Linked DNA regions of Pan troglodytes: all the other regions are linked to region 3. A link is a contact called in public Hi-C data. All regions are on one chromosome and are shown on one strand. The core of a region is the stretch at or near the end of the contact, and the rest is flanking DNA. Distances in the headings are between cores, read along the strand shown.

Region 1 (3,813 bases), core at 453-2,952, 130 kb before region 3:
CCCCAAGCTCATTCATTCTTCCATTTCTGCTTGTCCTTCAACACTCAGTTCAAGCACCATTTCTCAGAAGCCTTTCACAAGCCCAATCTGATTTTGTCTGGGCTATCTTGGTATCCTAAAGGATAGGATCCACAAAAATATCATTTACCACACCTCACTGTAATCCATTAACTTGCCTCTCTTCCCCAGCAGACTGGGTACTTTATGAAGGCAGGTCTCAGTCTATCTGGCTTGCTATCCCAATGTCTGGCACTTGATATTACTTACTGTTTTCTTTCTTTTCTTCTCTTCTCTTCTGTTTTCTCCTCTCTTTCTCTCTCTCCTTTCTTTCCTTTCTTTTGCTCTGCCACCTAAGATGGAGTGCAGTGGCACCATCCTGGCTCACTGCAACCTCGACCTCCCGTGCTCGAGCAATCCTCCCGCCTCAACCTCCTGAGTAGCTGGGACTACAGGTGCACGCCACCACCCCTGGCTAACTTTTTGTTATTTATTTACTTATTTTTTTTGGTAGAGACGGGGTTTCACCATGTTGCTCAAGCTGGTCTCGACCTTCTGGACTCAAGTGATCCGCCAGCCTCAGCCTCCCAAAGTGCTTGGATTACAGGCATGAGCTACGGCTCTTGGCCGGCACTTGATACTTTTAATGAATAGTTATTAACCATGAAACTTTTAAAGTTTAAGCAGTAGTATGTTTAACCTGGAAGATAGTATGTTTAACCTGGAAGACTTTTAACATTTAAACAGCAGGCCATTTAATTGTGGCAGTTCACATGCTACACCAGTGCATGGAGCTCCTTGTGGCCAGTGCAATGTTGCTGGCCCATCTGGCAGTGGGAAAATCTGGGCATCCAGGAGTGCATCTCTAGGAAGTATCACCAGCCCTCATACCAATCTCAAGCTGCCTGTCATCTGCAGAACCCACTAGATCAGCGCGCTTCTGGCCTTGACCCACTTGGTGGTTACCTACAGCCACTAAGAGGTGGGCAGATAGATGTTTTTGGTAAGCGGTCTCTGGGTTAGGGAGTGCATGGGTTATGTCCGTCTAGGTGGGTGTGTTTGTGTGTGTGTGTGTGCATGGGTGGGGGAAGGGAGGAAGGAGGCCGAATGTGCATCCCTTCTACAAGGACGCCTTTCCAGACCTCCTTATTAGGTGGCGTTCGCCTCCTCACCCTCTCTCAGCCCCTTATCTCCTCTTACACGGATCACGACTTGATTAATGCTTGTCTCCCAGCTAGGCCGCCAGCTGCACAAGGTAAGGAACCGAAGGCATTCCGGTTCTCCCTGGCAATCCTCCTTCTCAGAAGGATGCCTGAGGCATAACAAGTGTTGCAGAAATATTTCTTCCGCAAGCGCTCTCGGCCAGTGTGGATGGACCGAGCGCCCGCTGGGCTGCGCGGGCCCCGGGACCCCGGCCGGCACTGACGCCCCGCCCACCACCGGCCGGGCCGGGCGGGGTGGGGCGCGGCGCGGCTGGGCGCTCTCGCGGGGACCGTTCTCCGGCTAGCGTGGGCGATGCCCGGGCGGGGAAACGGGAGGGGACGACGCGACGCGAGGTAGCGGCCTGGCCAATGAGCGCGGGTCGGGCGGGGCTAGGGGCTGGCGGCCGGGGCGCGCGCGGGGCTGGGCGTGCCGCGGGTGACGGCGGGGCCGGGCGGGCCAATGGGCGCTGGGTGGCGGGCGGGCGGGCCTGGCGGCCGGGGGCTTTAGGACGTGAGCGGGCGGCCGGCCGGACAGACTGACGTGTGAGCTGCATCGCGGGAGGCGCATGGCGGGGATGGCGCTGGCGCGGGCCTGGAAGCAGATGTCCTGGTTCTACTACCAGTACCTGCTGGTCACGGCGCTCTACATGCTGGAGCCCTGGGAGCGGACGGTGTTCAGTATCCTGTCCCGGCCGCGCGCGCGGGGGCCGGGCTGGGGGCGCGGGCCGCGGGGCCGCATTTCCCAGGCCCCGGGCCTGGGGTGGAGGCTGGAGCGGCGGCCCCGCCGGTCCTGTGCGCGGAAGCCGGGGGGCAGGGGGAGGTCTGGGGGCCGAGGGCGGCGCTCGCGGGGTTAAGTGGGGGGTGGGGGAGACGAGAACTCTTGAGATCCGGGGTCACCTGTGAGTCGCTGGACGCAAGGGAGAAGCGTCTCGATTCCTGGAGGAAATCTCCGAAGGTGATGTGTAACCCTGTGTGTCGCCTGCACTTCGGCCGCAACTGCCTTTGGTTCAGTCCCCTGTTCCTGTAGGAGGCGGGGATCATGTAACAGTGGAGCACATCGCTCCCGGCTTGGACGCCTTTGACCTTTAAGTGTTCCTGATTTAGTTGGCTTTGGGTCTACCAAGAATTCTAATCAGTTAACTAGCTTTTAAGCCAGGTTCTGAATTTGTAGGCATGACACTCCAGTAGTTTTTGAAAGCAGTTTAAGTTATTGTATCTTTTTGGTCTTCAAGTTGGGGAGTTTTAAAAGTGTATTTATTGCTTCTGTGCACCGTCCGTAGAAGTCGGCCCGAAAAGTGGTGCAATTTGTGGTTAGTTGTCGGTAGGGTTTGAAACTGTTTTGGTGGATAGTTAATAAATTCTTGTTAATGACTACTGAGTGGTTACTATAAGCAAAGCATTTGTGCAAAGCACGTTGTCTGTATCTTAACTTATCTAACTTCGAGAACTTCAATTAATAACTCAGGGTTGTGAAGATAGGCTCCCTGAAAGTCTGATGTTTCTTGTCTCTGCTTGTCCATATTGACATCCTTTGATGATATTCTTGCAGATTAAATACTGATAATGAATGAGATGTAACTTTTAAAAAACTCAGGCCAATACAAAACAGGTATTTCACAAAACATGTTTAGTTTATCCACGTTCTCTCCTTTTCAGTGTGGTTTAGTTGGAGTAGCTTACTTCAGAATAACTTTGCGAATGCATTGTTGCATTCCAGTGAGTGACTGAGGTAATTTCATTCTAAGCCTTATCAAGTGTGTTTATTTGTTTTGAGATAGCTTAAGGTTGTACTCAAAGCTGAGTCTTTTGTTTAAGCACTTTTGAGGAATTTGAGATGCTTTCAAAGCAGTTTATTTATTTATTACTGTTGGCATTTCTTTCCAAACCTGGAATTTAAGAACCAGAATGCATATTTTGGATTTAGACTCTGAATATAGTTTGCTTTGATTTCCTGCACCATTTATTTGTAGCTGCAGTTTAGTCTCACTCTTTAGGGCTTGCAAGGTCATGCCTTGTAAAATATATACTTGAATGCATATTTAATAGAAGTCTCTCAGTAGAAGCAAGTATATCTTGACTGACATAACACATTCTAAAATTAATTTAAACAATGCTGGGTTAAATTGAAACTCTTTAAATCAGAGGTTGAATATAGAGTGCACTATTAGAATCTAGTATAGATTTGACACCTAAAATCTAATATAGATTTTACACACTAAAATGCTACAGTTATCAATGATGTTAAGATTTTTCTGTTATGTTGCAATAGTGATAGTGTCCTATAAATAACTAGGTGATGGCTTTTTTGGGGGATGGAGAAATAAATTATGAAATGAAATATAGTGCCTTAGTAGATATTTGCCTTTAATGTTTTTGAGTTACCATTGGTTTAGCGACAAGTAGTTTCAATTTTTTTTCCAAATAGGTGAGAACTGCAACCAACTGACATCCAATATTACAGAACCTTATGATTTTAAACTTAAGATAAAAAAAATCTTATTTCAAATTTCACGTTATTGAATTAACTCAGGTTAGAAATGCAATTGTTTGACATAAGCCAGTCTTGAATTACTACCAGCTGTTGTATTTATATTTTTCCACTTCAACTTCTAGA
Region 2 (3,773 bases), core at 289-2,788, 160 kb before region 3:
CTGGGCTTCCCAAACTGCTGGGATTACAGGTGTGAGGCACCATGCCTGGTCCCATATCTTACTTTTCTTTTAAAGCAGACTTTAAGGCTCTTAAAATGCTATTTTCACATTTTAATAATCATAATTCAAGGACAGAATTAAGTTTTAAGCTAACAAATGACTATATTTATTAAGAAACTGAATCTCGGGCATAAATTTGCTAAATGTTTTTCCCTGCAACACATGTATAGTCATATCCCAAATACTATACTAAACAGATTGTTATGTAGCCTTTTTGAGACCAGCAGGGTTCTCATAGATTGCGATGCAGTCCTAGCCCATTCAGGCACAGACTTGGAATCTGAGAAAGTCAGGTTTATTAACCCGTTGCAATGAGGTAGACTGTACACCAGAGGACCAAAGGACAGTTTTTTGTTTGTTTTTCTGTGTGTGTTTTTTATTTTATTTTATTTTATTTTTTTGAGACGGAGTTTTGCTCTTGTCCAGACTAGAGTGCAGTGGCATGATCTGGGCTCACTCCAACCTCCGCTTCCTAGGTTCAAGTGATTCTCTTGCCTCAGCCTCCCAGTAGCTGGGATAACAGACGCCTGCCACCACGCCTTGCTAATTTTTGTATTTTTAGTAGAGACGGGGTTTCACCATGTTGTCCAGGCTGGTCTAGAACTCCCGACCTCAAGTGATCCGCCCACCTCAGCCTCCCAAAGTGCTGGGATTACAGGCATGAGTCACCACGCCTGCCCCCAAAGGACAGTTTATGTAGGATTTGGGGGAAGGGTGGAGATAAACTTTCAATGAAGCAGTGTTTTGACAACTCAAAGCAAAACAGGGCTTGTGTAAAAGAATCAATGTCAGGCCTGAACTGCAAAATGCCCTTAGAGTGTTGTTTCCTTGGAAACTGCAAAGTTTAGATGAGGAATGCTGTGTCCACAGATCCCCATTCGGAAGCCTTGGACTTGGCTTGTCAATTAAGGCTGCTTCTCTGTATTAAGGTGACTTAGAGTCACCTGGCCAAGAGTGGAACATTTCATTCTTACTGATAGAATTTCATACAGCAAAGTTTCTGATACTCTGTGATTTCCGAGAACAAAGGCTTTCAGTAAGAGAGCAGTGGTCATTCAAAGAAGACAATACTTTACAGCTGTAATGTGTCGTTGGGAGAGACGCTTTCTTCTTAATTTTGTAGATGCCTTTATGTGTGTCTGTTATCCTAATCTGGGCAGGGCAGAGTTTTAACTTTCTCAGTCCTACCAATTTTTCATCAGTGCTCATGTTACAATAAAGCAGGATCTGTAGATGAAACCAAAGCTGCCTGAGTGAAGCCTGTGGCTGGTTGGCCTCTGTTGCTGGCGTGGGCTGCTTGCCTTGCAGGGGTAATGGAATTGTGCGTAATGCTTACATATCTGGGCTGTGAGCTTCTTGCGACCTGGGCCTTTGAAAGATTCCATTTGTTCTACCAGTTCCCGGAACACACTGTTGAGACAACTCAGACATGAGTCATCGGGGTTGCTCCCAAGTTTTTACTGATCTGCAACTCTCAACAGATCCAAGATGGGGGTAGTGAGCGCCACCTGTCTCCTGACCAACTTGTCCTCACAATCCCAAGGGCTGTAAAGGCGCTAATGACTCTGGTTGTTGCTTGATTAGCAAATAATCATTTGCATATGTGTCAAAATCGGCTAACTTGAGCCTTCACGCAGAGCCTTAAGCCATGCTGTGAGCTACTTGCAGAATCTCTGGCCCCGCCTTCAAAAGCAAGGCCTCTCCTTTAGTGATGGAGGAAGCACTAATGCTTCCTCTTTGCACAAGCTCTGATGGGAAAATGTGATAATGCTCTTCCAGAACATCCTTAAATAAAATGCAAACAGGTAAGCAATAGTCATGAATTTCTCAACATTAGCACTTACAGAATCCAAAAGAAGTAGTCTCATGTTTAAATGAATTCTTAACATCTTAGACCACCTTGGTGTGTAATTCCTCTGTGCTGACGTAGAAGTAGCTAACATTAATGACTTTAAAGGCTCCCAAACGAAGTGGCTTTTCCTGTCCCCTGTTCTTGTGTTTTTGTTTGTTTGTTTTGTTTTTGAGACAGTTTCCCTCTGTTGTCCAGGCTGGAGTGCAGTCACCTGATCTTGGCTCACTGCACCATCCGCCTCCCAGGTTCAAGTGATTCTCCTGCCTCGGCCTCCTGAGTAGCTGGGGTTACAGGTGCATGCCATCACACAGGCTAATTTTTGTATTATTAGTAGAGATGGGTTTTCTCCATGTTGGCCAGGCTGGTCTCCAACTCCTGGCCTCAAGTGATCGGCCTGCCTTGGCCTTCTACTGCTGATTACAGGTGTGAGCCAACGCGCTAGGCTCTGTTCCTGGGTCTGTAAATTGCCAAACAGGTGGGAGTTCCCCAGGGTTCCCATGCATGTGCAGAAATGCCAGGTTTTGCAGGGCTTTAGGGACTAGGGCCAGAGTAATCTTTCTTCTTTTACTGAGTAAGCTGCTTTATAAAGTAACTTCGGCTTTTTTTTTTTTTGAGATGGAGTTTCACTTATTGTCGCCCAGGCTGAAGTGCAATGGCATGATCTCAGCTCACTGCAACCTCTGCCTCCCAGGTTCAAGAGATTCTCCTGCCTCAGCCTCCCAAGTAGCTGAGATTACAGGCATTAGCCACCACACCTGGCTAATTTTTGTATTTTTAGTAGAGATGGGGTTTCGCCATGTTGGCCAGGCTGGTCTTGAACTCCTGACCTCAGGTGATCTGCCCGCCTCGGCCTCCCAAGGCACTGGGATTACAGGCGTGAGTCACCGCGCCCGGCCAACTTTGGCTTTTAAGTGTTTAGCTTTTGGTTCAGAATTACTTTATTGAATCAAATATAGTGGTCCCTGCTTATTAGTCCCTGCTTCCCCCTTTTCTTCTTTTTTACCTAATAAAACCCTGCTTTACTCACCCTTCAGACCATCTACGAGCCTCAGTTGTCTTGGCCATGGGATGGACAAGGACCCCATCCTTAGCTGAACTAAGGAAAAGTTCTGCAACACAAGGCTGCCAAGATGGCTTTCCTTTTTTTTTTTTTTTTTTTTTTTTTTGAGACGAAGTCTCGCTTTGTCGCCCAGGCTGGAGTACACTGGTGTGATCTCAGCTCACTGCAACCTCCGCCTCCTGGGTTCCAGCGATTCTCCTGTCTCAGCCTCCCAAGTAACTGGAATTACAGGTGTGCATTACCACGCCTGGCTAATTTTTGTATTTTTAGTAGAGACGGGGTTTTGCCACATTGGCCAGGCTGGTCTGGAACACCTGACCACAGGTGACCCACCCTCCTCAGCCTCCCAAAGTGCTGGGATTACAGGCATGAGCCACTGCACCGGGCAAGACAGCTTTCCTCTATATGACGTGATAAATAATTCCTAGGGAGGATCACAGTCTGTCAAAATATATCATGTGCCTTCGTAGAGATTCCCAGAGAGCATTACACGGATGACACAGACTTGCGTGAAATGTGCCTTCCCCAGTGTGTTTTGTTTTTGTTTTTTTGAGACAGGGTCTTGTTTTGTTGCCCAGGCTGGGGAGCAATGGTACAGTCAGAGCTCACTGCCGCCTCAAATTCCCCGGCTCACGGAATCCTCCTGCTTCAGCCTCCTGGGTAGCTGGGACTACAGACGTGTACCACCACACCTGGCTAATTTTTTTTTTTTGTACATACTGTGTTTCGTCATGTTGCCCAGGCTAGTCTCAAACTCCTGGGCTCAAGCAGTCTTCCTGCTTTGGCTTCCCAAAGTGCTGA
Region 3 (3,562 bases), core at 108-2,607:
AGCAACAAAAGAATGAAAGCGGGGATTTATTGAAAACGAAAGTACACTCCGTAGGGTGGGAGCGAACCCGAGCTGCGGCTCAAGAGCCCGGATACAGAATCTTCTTGGGTCCAAATACCCACTGGAAGTTTCCCATTGGCCACTTCATGCTCACCTCATGTAAATGAATTGGTAGCCTACAATCAGTCTCGTTGCAGAAAGCAGCCAACCAGAGGCTGAAGTTACAAAGGTCACTCCTGTGCAAACCTATCAGAGGCATTTTGCAACCAATCGGAGGCTAGGGTGAAGTTACAAAGTTATACTTCTATGTGCAAACGAAGACTTGGCCTGCAATCGGTCTGACTGGTTGTGGACCGCAACTATTCAGAGGCTGGAGTGAAGTTACCAAGTTGCAAAAGAAGACTCCACCTGCAATCAGTCTGATTTGTTGTTGACACCCAATTTCCCATTTGTCGTGCAGAAAAGGTCAAAGAGAGTAGCCTCTGGTCGTTTTGTTGCTTAGGTGTGGAAAGTTAGGGTTTTCCTTTCAATTTAGTTCTAGGAAGTCTGCGTGAAGGTTTCCTGCCTCCAGATCCTATTCTCCTGCCTCAGTAGGAGCCTTTTTAAACAAGCCTCTTGTTAAAAAAACAAAACAACCTCTAGACAATTTAAATTTAGCAGTTTATTTGAGCAAGGAATGATTCATGAATCGGGCAGCACTCAGAATTACAAAAGATTCAGAGAACTCTGCAAAGAAGCAGTGATATAGAAAACAAGTTAAAGTACAGAAATAGCCTGGTTGGTTGCAGCTCAGCTGTTGCCTTATTTGGCCTCGGGTCTGATCAGTTGGCAGCCTGTGATTGGCTGAAGCTGGGCTGCAGACTGGCTGAGACTCAGCTGTTTGTTATTCTCCCAAGTTAGGTTTTCAGTTTATGTGCTAAGTTAGGTTGCGGTTCATTACCTAGGAACTGAGAGTACAGAGAGCCTCAGGTCAGGGGCCTTTCTTATTTAACATTCTCATGATACATTTTTCTGCGTGAATATGCATTTAATACATGGACATGAAGCAAAGCTGCAAAGGGTGCAGCTTTTCTGGACCTGAAAAACAAGTTGGGTTAAAGCAGGTGAGGCTTCCCCCTCCCCATCGGTGTGTATATAGTTTCTTATCCCTGCCTCACCCTTCCTTCTGCCATTTGCCTTGGCAGTGTGATTTGTATCTGTGGTGCTGGTTGGGGCAGGTGAGGTTTAGTAGGGGCAGTTTATGAAGGCTTGTGTTTGCACACTCTGAGATTTTGGGCCCAGCCTGGGTGCCCCTGAGGACAGGTCTGAGCTGGTTCCAGGGTATGGCTTCCAATGCTGGAGCGTCCTGCTGCTCTCTGCTGCCCCCTGGGAGAATATTCTCACACTGCCGTTCCAGGTCAAAGGCAGGAAGACAAGGTATTAATAATTTCCAGGTGGAACAAACTGGGGGCTCGGCGTGAGAAGAATTTCACTGGTTAGATTCACGTATCGAGAAAAACACACAACATACCTAGAGACTATGGAAAAATCCATGCACTCCAGCCTCTTCATCTGCAGCTTTAATTCTCACTAAAGCATCCCCACATGTGATTGTTTCTGTTCCTTGTGTCCTGGCTTTAAGATCTCATTTCAAACTTGTCATTCTCCTTAATAATAAAAATCTTGTCAATCCCTTGCTGAAATCAGGTCTGTCCTATTTCTCAGATCTGTTAGTTTGGAAGTCCCATTTATAGAGGTGATAAGATTACGCATGGCTTGTCCTTAGTGAACCTTAGTGCTTCCTTTTCTAAAAGTGGGCATAGTGTACTGGTTACGAATATGAGCTCTGGAGTCAGGGGAGTCTCAGGCCCATCACTGAGAACGAGACTAATGCCTGCCTTCTGTGGTGAGGATGAAATGAGATGATATATAGAAAGCACTCTGTGTAGTGTCTATCTCATAAGCCAATGAATGTTGACTGTTTTGTTATTTCCTAAGTTCTTATAATTCATTCATTAGTTTGTTCCAGACTCTTGAATGGTCTCCAAGTCCTCTTAATTTGTTGACTGCATTCTTCATGATTTCTCCACTGTGATACTCTATGAGAAACAGCAGACACGCAGACACAAGCCTTGACCCAGTGGGGTCACAGTGGGTGGTGGGGAAAATCAGTCTCAGACCCAGTCATGACAGGGGTTAAAGTGAAGGTGCTTTTGGCAGATCACACATGTTCTGCATAAAAGCCAAATCTGCTCTGTTTCCAGTATGTCTAAACACTTCACCTTTAACAGTAAAAAACAAAAACATAAAAACTTTGCACCCTGAGATAAATCAGAAGTATCAGAGTCACCCTGACAGGCCTGGTCCCCAAATAATAAAACGTGAATGTTTATTGTAAACTTGGGCACCTTCCAAAACAAGCCCCCGGACCCCATATTTGCTATGTGGATGTTTAGAGCTATGGCGAGAGCTTTGTGAATACAGCAGTCAAGTGAGTAGGTTGCTGCTTTCTCACCAGAAACACGTGAATGGATATTTTGTAACTTTGGTAATACTGCACATTTTCCCTGTAAGTCCTTGTTATATTTTTTATTTAACCGACCAGTCCTTCGGAAGTCTGATTCTCTTGCTCTCTTGGAAGGTGAACTTTTCTTTCCTTTTGTAAATGCCTCTTTCTCTGAGTATTTTGATACTGGTTGTGCCTTGCCTGAATCATGATGAGGTACAAAGTCTCAAAAGATGTTCCATTTGGTCCACTTTGTTATTAGGTTAAGATTAAAAAAAATTTGAGATACTTTGAGAGTATAAATACTTATAAGAAGTATAAGTACTTTTAGAGTATAAATACTTGAGAATTACCCATGAGAAGTGGTGAAAATAGTATAGTGAGTTCCCATATACCCTTAGTTTAAGATAGCATCTTAACCCTAGCACATTAGCAAACCAGGAAATTGACATTGGTATTAACTAAAGTTCAGATTTTATTCAGATTTCACCAGTTTTTATATGCACTTTTTTTTTTTTGAGACTGAGTCTCGCTCTGTCGCCCGGGCTGGAGTGTGGTGGTGTGTTCTTGGCTCACTGCAACTTCCGCCTCCCGGGTTCAAGTGATTCTCCTGCCTCAGCCTCTGAAGTAGCTGGGACTACAGGTGCATGCCAACAAGTTTGGCTAATTTTTTTTTTAATAGAGATGGGGATTTCACCATGTTGGCCAGGCTGGTCTTGAACTCCTGACCTCAGGTGATCCACCTGCCTCATCCTCCCAAAGTGCTGGGATTACAGACATGAGCCACCACACTTAGCCTATATGCACTTTTTGTGTTTGTGTATGTGTGTGTGCATAGCTCTGTGAAATTTTATCACATGTGTAGATTTATGTAAACACAGCCACATCCAGGGTGCAGACAATTCCATCACCCAAAGAAATTCTGTGGTGTTACCACGTTATAGTTACACTTTCTCCCTAACCTGACCTGTGACAACTATTGCTCTGTTCTTCATCACTATAATTTTGTCATTTCAAGAATGTTATATAAATGGTCCATAGAGTATGTAAACATTTAAGATGAGCTTTTTTCACTTA

The links. A called contact is a pair of places that touch in the nucleus more often than the background predicts.
Region 1: a Hi-C map of stem cell-derived neural progenitor cells shows a contact between it and region 3, with 7 times the contacts expected there. The contact joins the promoter of SPTSSA here to the enhancer-like site in region 3. A contact is called at or near these places in 1 of 7 Hi-C or Micro-C datasets (stem cell-derived neural progenitor cells) and 1 of 1 datasets of contacts at active chromatin or transcription factors (stem cell-derived excitatory neurons).
Region 2: a contact with region 3 is called in a Hi-C map of stem cell-derived neural progenitor cells, with 4 times the contacts expected there. The contact joins two enhancer-like sites. A contact is called at or near these places in 2 of 7 Hi-C or Micro-C datasets (induced pluripotent stem cells and stem cell-derived neural progenitor cells).

Annotation. Positions count from the first base shown.
Region 1 is chr15:32,687,754-32,691,566 of NHGRI_mPanTro3-v2.0_pri, reverse strand. It overlaps SPTSSA (serine palmitoyltransferase small subunit A), which reads left to right and starts at 1,702. Exons shown (of 2, transcript XM_016925987.4): 1 at 1,702-1,877. The coding sequence starts at 1,766.
Region 2 is chr15:32,722,011-32,725,783 of NHGRI_mPanTro3-v2.0_pri, reverse strand. No RefSeq gene overlaps it. Among named protein-coding and RNA genes, the nearest start is that of SPTSSA, 34 kb to the right of the region's middle. Within about 2 kb of position 1,538, at least 6 of the 24 cell types and tissues checked have an H3K27ac peak or open chromatin away from gene starts, as enhancers often do. A contact at or near this core is called in stem cell-derived neural progenitor cells, where this site is marked.
Region 3 is chr15:32,557,921-32,561,482 of NHGRI_mPanTro3-v2.0_pri, reverse strand. The region is part of intron 1 of LOC104001998 (a long non-coding RNA gene); the gene reads left to right. Among named protein-coding and RNA genes, the nearest start is that of SPTSSA, 130 kb to the left of the region's middle. Within about 2 kb of position 1,357, at least 1 of the 24 cell types and tissues checked has an H3K27ac peak or open chromatin away from gene starts, as enhancers often do. A contact at or near this core is called in stem cell-derived neural progenitor cells, where this site is marked.